Regions from separate parts of the Gossypium raimondii genome. Here region 1 is linked to region 2. The links are chromatin contacts, called in public Hi-C maps. All regions are on one chromosome and are shown on one strand. Each heading gives the region's core, a stretch centred on a gene start, on an enhancer-like site or on the middle of the called end of the contact. The rest is flanking DNA. Distances are from core to core; before and after follow the strand shown.

Evidence for each region. A called contact is a pair of places that touch in the nucleus more often than the background predicts.
Region 1: a Hi-C map of leaf shows a contact between it and region 2, with 2.2 times the contacts expected there. The contact joins the promoter of LOC105802648 here to the promoter of LOC105802689 in region 2.

The regions. Positions count from the first base shown.
Region 1 is chr7:8,059,567-8,064,384 of ASM2569854v1, reverse strand. It overlaps LOC105802648 (eukaryotic translation initiation factor 1A), which reads left to right and starts at 2,630. Exons shown (of 2, transcript XM_012634429.2): 1 at 2,630-2,794; 2 at 3,249-3,931. The coding sequence starts at 3,266. The coding sequence ends at 3,694.
Region 2 is chr7:7,888,664-7,892,876 of ASM2569854v1, reverse strand. It overlaps LOC105802689 (fimbrin-5), which reads right to left and starts at 2,606. Exons shown (of 14, transcript XM_052633398.1): 1 at 2,391-2,606; 2 at 2,050-2,170; 3 at 1,595-1,765; 4 at 1,171-1,403; 5 at 911-1,082; 6 at 520-588; 7 at 286-402. The coding sequence starts at 2,136.

The DNA.
Region 1 (4,818 bases), core at 1,381-3,880, 170 kb before region 2:
GGTGATAATGATTTGTTGTTATCAATAGTGCGTGAGAAGAAAAAGAATTGCAAACACAGTTAAAGGCCTTTTAACTTTTTTTCATTCTATGGTGTATTGAATGTTGTTTGGTTGGATTGGAAAATGGTTAGGGTATCAGTTTGGAGACGGCTTTGAATCGATTAAATTGATAATTGATACAAATTGGTTAAATTGACGATTGAATCGAATTTTTTTTGAAACTTTTAGTAATTTTTAATAATTTTTAATTGGACTGCTTGAATTAGCTGAACCAATTGGACCAATAAATCGATGATTTGATCGATTCAACCACCGATCTGTTGGAAAATGTGCTCGTATTATAGTAAACATGTAACTGTTTTTATTTATTTATTTGAATGATGAATAAATAAATAAAGTTAATTTCACATTTCACTATTATGTCTTTTGTATTTATGTCTTTTTATATTTTCATGCATAGCGAAATTATGACAAGCAAATATTAGCTTATCGATTGTCTAAGTTCAAACTGAAGATAAGTGACATTGTAAGGATGTTTACATTACGAGAAAGACAACTTACTTCAGCAGATAATCTGAATGAGTCCGTAATCTCATAAAAGAATCAAAGTGAGCATTTGATTCAAGTATTGAGAAGGATCATTATGTTGTCTACAATTCCATTTGGGGAGATGACTAGTCTTGGCAATCGGAGCAGTTGACTCCACGAGTAGAAATATTGGACTGGACCCAAGATGAATTAATTCGGAATCCGTTTGTGAATTAATTCACTTGTGATGTTCATGGTGTGATTTACCTAAATCCCGAGTTAGTCACTGACCATGTGTATGCAGCTCATGTGATTTGATATAAGTGGAGACTTATGCTCTAAAGATGATCGAACCCATAGCCGGTATGTTGGGTACATGGCTTGTGTGTGCATTGGCTTTACTAGAAATAGTGGAATTCATAGCTCAATTAAAGAGTTAATGATATTCTCTCATTGACATTATGTGGAATGATAAATATGGAACGCGAGCAATTTATCATAGTCATTTATTGACGGTGATCATATTAATCATTAAAAAGACACAATGGTGACAATGAGATAAAATAAGATTGTATTGAGTGAACGGGTTTAACTCAAATGAATCAAAGATATCATATGAGGGTAACGCAATCATGAAGAGGTCATTGGATAAAACAATTGGATGAATTATTTTTGTAAAGAGTATACAATAAGAAGTTTTCAATCATGGTACTTTTTGTGGACTGACTCCATGATTAAATAATTACAAATTATTGGACGATGCTTCGGAACATAATTGCAATTATTAGAGCCTAATTGTATATGTCCGGTTGGTCCCTTCACTAGCTCAACAAAAGCTCGATCAGACTATATTAGAATTAGAAGAAAATTCTACTACTTTGGAAATAATTTAATTGAGTTGATTTATTCAATGTAAAATTAAATTAGGTGGTCTTCAGAATTGTTCAATTAGAGAATTTGATCGAAAAATTTTCTTGAAAAATTAATTTGGAAAATCTAAGTGATTTTTGGATAAATTAATTTTGATCAAGTAAAGTTAAATTAATCAAATTAATTAAAATTAATATGATATTTTTGGAAATTAATTTTCAAGTCAGATAATTGGCCCAATGAATAATTGAACTTGAAAATTGGACCTGAGATCGTAAATTGGGCATGAGATCGTAAATTGGATCTGGGAGCCCAAAATCGAGACTAAGACCCAAAAAATGGTTGAACTGGGTCCGACATGTGAAACAGGACCGACGGTCCAACAAAATGCTAGATCGGACCGGTCGGGTTGTCATTGACCTGTACCAAACCGGCAACAACTGAATCGGCTCGGGTGTCGTAAGGGTGTTGCACCTGTATCATTGGACACAACGGTTGGTTTTCGGTGGTGGAGTAGTGGAAGAGTTCCACTACTATTGGAACTCTACTAGAGAATTTGATTTAAGATTAGCTGTTCCAAAAATAATATTATTTTGATAGTTTAATATTAAATTTAATTTAATACTTATCTTAATAGTATTTTATTAATTTAATATAAAGTAGTTATCTTAATATTAAATTTTTAATACATTCTATTATTTTAATAAGATTTAATATTAAAGTGATTAAGTTTAATCATAGTTAAACTCTTTAAACTCTCCCTGTAAAAGAGAACATTGGGTTATTATTTTAGAAAATTTTTAAAGATATTTCTCTGATTTACAATTTGACCCGAAAGTTTAGAGAAATAGCGAAATTACCCTACTGATCATTTTTGTGAAAATTTTTTTGATTCGAAGCAAGCCCACACTCGAACTTGAGGATAGCGGAGAAGACTACTTAGTCGAAGCATTCATCCTAGACGAATTGAAAATGTACAATTTTGATTAAGTATTTATTATTTTAGATATCACAATCAAAATCTTATTTTGAAAAAAAAAATTAAAGTTTTATTTTTCGTCTAAATTTATTTTCCCCTCTATCTTCCAAATCCACTTTTTTCTAACACAATCTAATTTTAAAAACATTGATAATATTCATGGATGGGCAAGAAGAAAACCCATGATATAGATTTAGAGGGATACAGAGAGAGACGCACAAAACTCGGGCCGGCTCAAATCAATTACCCAAGCCCAAGTTTTGAGTCTTGAACGTGATAGCCATATGTTAGCGGAATTCTTAAGCTAGGGTTTGGACTTTTTGGAATTTGTAGACAACGAATCAAATTCCTTTCTCACAATTTCTATTTATCTTCTTCTTCTTCTTCTCTTTAGTCTTTTACGCTGCTGCCAGAAAGGTATTCATGTATTTTCTCTTTTTTTTTTTTTTGCTTCAAAATTTCATTAATCAATTGCAGTAATTTGATCTTGAATTTTCCTTTTTGTTGCTTTCTGAAAGTTTATCATTTAACGGTTGTGTCATGATGATTGAGTTTCTGTTTAATTTCTTGATTATATGTGAGTTTATCAAGTCTGATTCCAACTCCTAACTTTTCATAAGTTTTATATTTACTGGATTAATTTTCCCTAATTCCCTTTTTTTGTTTATCTCCTATTAAATAGAATATACAATTTCCCCCAATTTTTAGTGACCAACCTCGTTTAATTTTTATCATGATGTCAGAATTATTAAAATATCTCGTTTGTTTCGAGCATGATATGTTGATGTCAATATCTTCCATTGTGATGGTGTTGTGCTTTTTGGCGCTTGTAAAATGACTTGTTTTTTTTCTTTTTGGGCTTTTGGCACAGTATAGCTAGAAGAAACCATGCCGAAGAACAAGGGAAAGGGAGGAAAGAACAGGAAGAGAGGAAAGAATGAAGCTGACGATGAGAAGCGTGAACTTGTGTTCAAGGAAGACGGGCAAGAGTATGCCCAAGTGCTTCGTATGCTAGGCAATGGCCGGTGTGAAGCCATGTGCATAGATGGTACTAAGCGCCTTTGCCATATCCGAGGAAAGATGCACAAGAAGGTTTGGATTGCAGCTGGTGATATAATTCTTGTCGGGCTTCGCGACTATCAGGATGACAAGGCTGATGTGATCCTTAAGTACATGCCCGATGAAGCAAGGCTCTTAAAGGCATACGGTGAGCTTCCAGAGAACACTCGTCTTAATGAAGGTATTGTCGATGAGGAAGATGAAGGAGGTGCAGATGATTACATTGAGTTCGAAGACGAAGATATCGATAAAATATAGGGTTATGGAGTTGGTTTTGTTTGAATGATTTGCTTAAATGTTGGAAGAGAGATATGGTGGATGCTGTTTAGAAGGCTACAATATGTGTGATTTCTCCCGTAAGGTATTTATATGTGCTGAATGTGTCAACTATTAGATATATGTTGTTACTTTTACTGAAACCTTGTTCCATATCTCAAATTTACTTTTGACAGAAATGATGAAAGTTTAAGCTTATCATGAGCTGTTTGATACAAATGTAAATGTTTTAAATGTGTGTTTGATAAAAGATGTTAGTGCTTCCATACAAATCCTGGTTTAAATACAGGCTTGGGTGAAGTAGGTTAGGATGCATAGATATGCATACCATAAGTTCTATATTCTCCTCAGCATCAATTTAAATAGTTTTTATCAATTAGAGTATTAGTTTAACTGGTATTGATATTAGAAGTCGTGGATTTAGACATGTAATGTCTTTATCAGCGGATTTAATTAGATAGGGATTTGGGAATTAATGATAGATTAGGAAATATTAAAGAATCATATAGTTTTAAATCTAAAGTAGATAACTTTGATTTAAAAAAAAAAATTATGCACTGCTTTTTTCATAGTGATTGGGGTTAAGGGTGATGAGGATGTGAGGGATTGAATTCAAAATCTTAAATGTGACACAAACAATGCTAAGAAACTTGCCAATATGCTAAAGATCTGTTGGTACGTTACGAATAAATTGTACCACTTATAATTAAAAATGTTGATATGTTCCTTAAAAATTTTTGATAAGTTTGGTTGGGTTTGGATTGGATTGGACTCATTCATGGTATCAATATCATAGTTATTCAAATATAGTTTAGTTAGTAATATGAACTTCAAATTTTGCTATTCTCATTATATTGGTTTATTTAGATTTATTTAAATTATTATTTTCATAAAAATACAAATATTTTATTTTGGAGTTAATTGCACCCTTTTTCTAAATTAGTTTCTAACTTTAAAATATTCTAATTATGTTATAAACTATGATTTTTGTTATTAAATCATTAAGGGTCCGATTGGGCATCACATGGTAATTAGATGAAAGTGTAATTACTAGGGTAATAATTACATTATCTTGTAATTACAAAGAATTGTAATTTCCTTGACGT
Region 2 (4,213 bases), core at 1,357-3,856:
CAAGAGGCAATGTATTACTTCACACATTAAGAACTATTGGTTATTTGATTATATGCAACCATGAATCAAATGGTTTTCCATATTGTTTGTGAATATGAGGATATACTGAAGTTTAAAGACACTGAAAGACATTTAAACATCCTGCGATTGTTTCACATTTTCATGGAACTTAAGGACCAAATGTAAAGATTAATGCAGCACTGAAGACCATGATAATAATTACCTTTTGTAGATAAAATTGGCATGAAACAAGTAGAATTTATCAAAACCAATGAGTTTTCTCACCTTCAAATCTGTAGAGAAGTTTGTAACCTGCTTTTGGTATCCAGCTTTCTTCAGATGAAAATTCATCCATTTCAGTAAAACCTTTTCAGGTGCTAAACTCAAAAGCTCCTCCACCTCCTACAAAATTTATACAAAAGGTGAACTGAATTAGTTTCCAACCTGCAAAATGGAGATTATCCGCTACCTGATATCATCAAGACACAAAGGGGGCAAAACCAATTAACAGTCTCCAACCTGGCTATCATCCACCAGTTCTACAAGTTGAGGAGTTTTCTTCAGATTGAGATCAGCTAGTAGTTGAATCTGATGTCACAGCCATGAAAACATTACTAACAATATAACTATGGTTGAAGGAAACTGATATGATCAGTAAGGTTTCCATGATTCTACAAATTACAAACACAAAATAAATGAGTTCAAAGGAAGCTTCAATTGGATACCTTAATAATTTGAGAAATCAATCCAAGTACCAGGTGGGGCTAGAAAATTAAAACACCAAAAAGAAGAAGAAGAAGAAGAAGAAGAAGAAGAAGAAAAGATGATAGGAAGAGTTAAAATATTGTACAAGTTATACTAAAAAGCATGTATAACACCTAAATTGGTATTGGGAAGGAGCATTACGTACTCTTGCTTCAACAAGGTCTTGTGTGCCAATGTTAACCACGGTGCAACCAATAGCTTTTGCAGAATTAAGGCAAAGAGTATGATTCTCATTCCTCTCCCAGGGATTAAGAACCTTTTTTGTGTTAATAGCTCGCTCATCTATGGTCCCAGGAACAGCTACATTGATAAGCTTGCTGCATGAAAGAAACTAAAAGTGTCAACAAACATCAAATCAGGATTCAATAAGAAGGAATAAAGCAAAGTCAAGTCCAGTGAACCAACCAAAGAAGGACTCCATCTTTCGCAAGATCAAATAAAGCGTCTGTGGCTGGATCAATTGGAAGAAAATCTTTCAAGAATTTATCTTCTGCCAGATAGTTATTGATATGAGCAACATAAGAAGCCTTCTCAGATTCATTAATAGCATGGTGAAAAGTGGTTGTGGTTGCCTTGAGAAATGAAGATCTCAAGCCACCTGATTTTTCAACTGCGCGACCTTGCAAATCTAGATAAAGCTGCCAATTCACCAAACCCAAACATTGCCACCTAGCAAGATATAAGGAGAACATATGCCAAAAAGAAAAAGGAAAACTACACACCAGGTATTGTAACATCTAGAAACCTTAATTCACAACATTTCATATATTGAATAATTAGCACTGCTATACAGGAAAAACACTGCAGCCAGTATATTGAAAAGACTTACCCGAAGGAAGGCCTCAAAATCAATTTCTTCACCCATGTCACTGTTTGACTCTCCCAAGAAAGTCTTAATCTCATCCTCACTAAACATTTCACTGAAAGCTTTCATACCAGCAAACACTGGTGGCAGATCATCCCGAGTAACACGGCCATGTTGTGTCCTCACAGAGATAAACTAAAAGCAACAAGAAAGAAATCAAAGTTCCATGTCAAGAAAAAGATTTCCAAATACCATATAATCATGTAAAATAAGGTAACCTATAGTTGTTATTTTGCTAGTAGCAAAGGTATATTACCAAATAAAAAAAAAAAAAGGCACTTTAAAGAATTAGAAGTTGAAATTGTAATCTTTCAGACCAAAATGCATGGTTCACTTTCATTCAAAGTAATTATGCAAAAGAACTGAGCTACAGGTTACATTCCACGGAAAAAAAAAACAAGAAAAGAAAAAAAGGTTACCTTGGATTTGAGGGTTCGGAGCTCGACTTGAGTGAACTGGCTTTGAAGCCATGGATCAGAAACAATCACACCTTGATAACTAGACATTGTTTGCCTTGGTTTTTCTACCCAATTTTGTCCCCTAATCACGCACCATATCAAACTATCAAAGATTGTTTACGCTTATATTGCATATTACTTAAAGCCAATGAAAACTCAACAAAACAAGATGCAACAAATGCAGAAACCCAACAAACTGACGTGCATGTACATATAATTCAATAGGAAAAGGAAACGATCAACCCCAACTATATAAAAGAAGACATGATATTTATGAGAACAGAGAAAAGAACAATGTAAACCTTAAGAGAGACAGAGAGAGAGAAACTAAGTTAGAAGGGTGGGTTCCTCCATATAGGGGTTTTGCTTCTTCGATTGTCGAAGGTATGGGGAGTTGTAAGAGAGAGAGAGAGGGGGGGGGGTGTTTGGGTGATATTGGAATTGAGTGAAGGGAAATGAGGATGAGAGAAAAGCGTGATGGCCCTTAGTCCTCCCGTAACCCGCGAACACTGCCGATTGCAAATGTGAATAAGACAGAGTGAGAGAGAGAGAACGAGCAAATTGGCTCATTTTAACTGTTTATTAAATGCTTTGATATCACTGTCAATTTTTCTTTGGTATTACCTTTTCTATATTCCTATTTAAGATTTCCTTTTTAACTTTAGCATCATTTAGTAATTAGGAAATTATGAATAAAACAATTTATTGCAGCATTTAATACGATGCCATTATTATTAAATATATCTTTGTAAGTAGCTAATGAGATTTTAAGTGAAATAGAGTTCAAAAGTGAGTAAATTTGAATTTAGTTGATTATTTAATTTAATGTTTATAATGATTGGGATTTGTTGATGTAATTATAATTTTAAATATATTTATATCACATATAATGTGTTTAATTGAATTGGTGTTACGAATTAATCGGACACAATTAAGTTTGGGCTATATTTTTTAGGGTAAACTCTAGGCAAATATGAAGTGCATGGATACAAGTTATGCATTGGAATGAAAGACTATTCTGAAGCTACTTTGTCTACGAACAAGGAAGCTATAAGTAATGCAACTTTGAATCTCATAAAGAGTTTGATCTTGGCTCAAGCTAACGGCATGCTTAACACATGCAAGTTGGACTGGAGGTGCGTTTCCAATGATGAACGAGTGAATGATGCGTAAGTACATGCCTTTGGGATGGGAACAACAACTAGAAACAACTGCAAATACCCTTGTAAGTTGAGAAGCAAAAGGAGAAATTCATCCCAGGGGCTCAAACATAACACCAAAACAACACTTCAACATATTTTGGGCTTAGAATCGATTGAACCTTAACCATTCTTTGATACCAATAAAAGTAATACTCTACACTTGACTCGGAAAAAAATATGAATATAATATGTTATATTAATTATCGAAGTAATCCTAAACAAAACAAAATCAAAATGCACCAATTTTCATGCATAATTAAATTTAAATCCATCATGATTAAACCATAAGTCTAAATCATGCTTCATTGATGATTAACAAACACCAAATCAGTGAAAATAGGCTTAAGAACAACATTCAAGACCCAAAATATCAAAACAGGACAATAGGTCACGAGACTTGGGGTATAAGTCTCGATACTGGTAACCTTCAAATCTGTCTACCAACTCTCAAGATTTAGGGAAAAATTCTTGATGCCTGATGACCAAGTGTCGATACTTGTTTATCCAATCTACAGGAAAATACCAAACTTTGAATAAATCTTAAGACTTATTCATCTTAGTCTTGAGAATTTAACCCAAAAATACATAAAATACCATTTCAAGTCATTCTAACATGCTTCAAAATATGTCCAATCATGTACCAAAGGTATACGCACACGTTAAACATATCAATTCAAGTTTGAAACAATAAAAAATTCCATAAAAAAAAGCTTAATCAAAATTAAACTACCAAGGTAAAATATAATGCATAAAAACATATTACTTAACGTCAAATTTGATTATAAAGTTCAGATAAAAGTAAACTATAATGCCATACATTCCAAATATGTATTTACCAACTAGTGTCACGGGCCGTAGGTCAAAGCTTGTAACCATTGCGCACAAAATGTCCCATAGAGGTCAACTTATTAAATGGGGCTCAT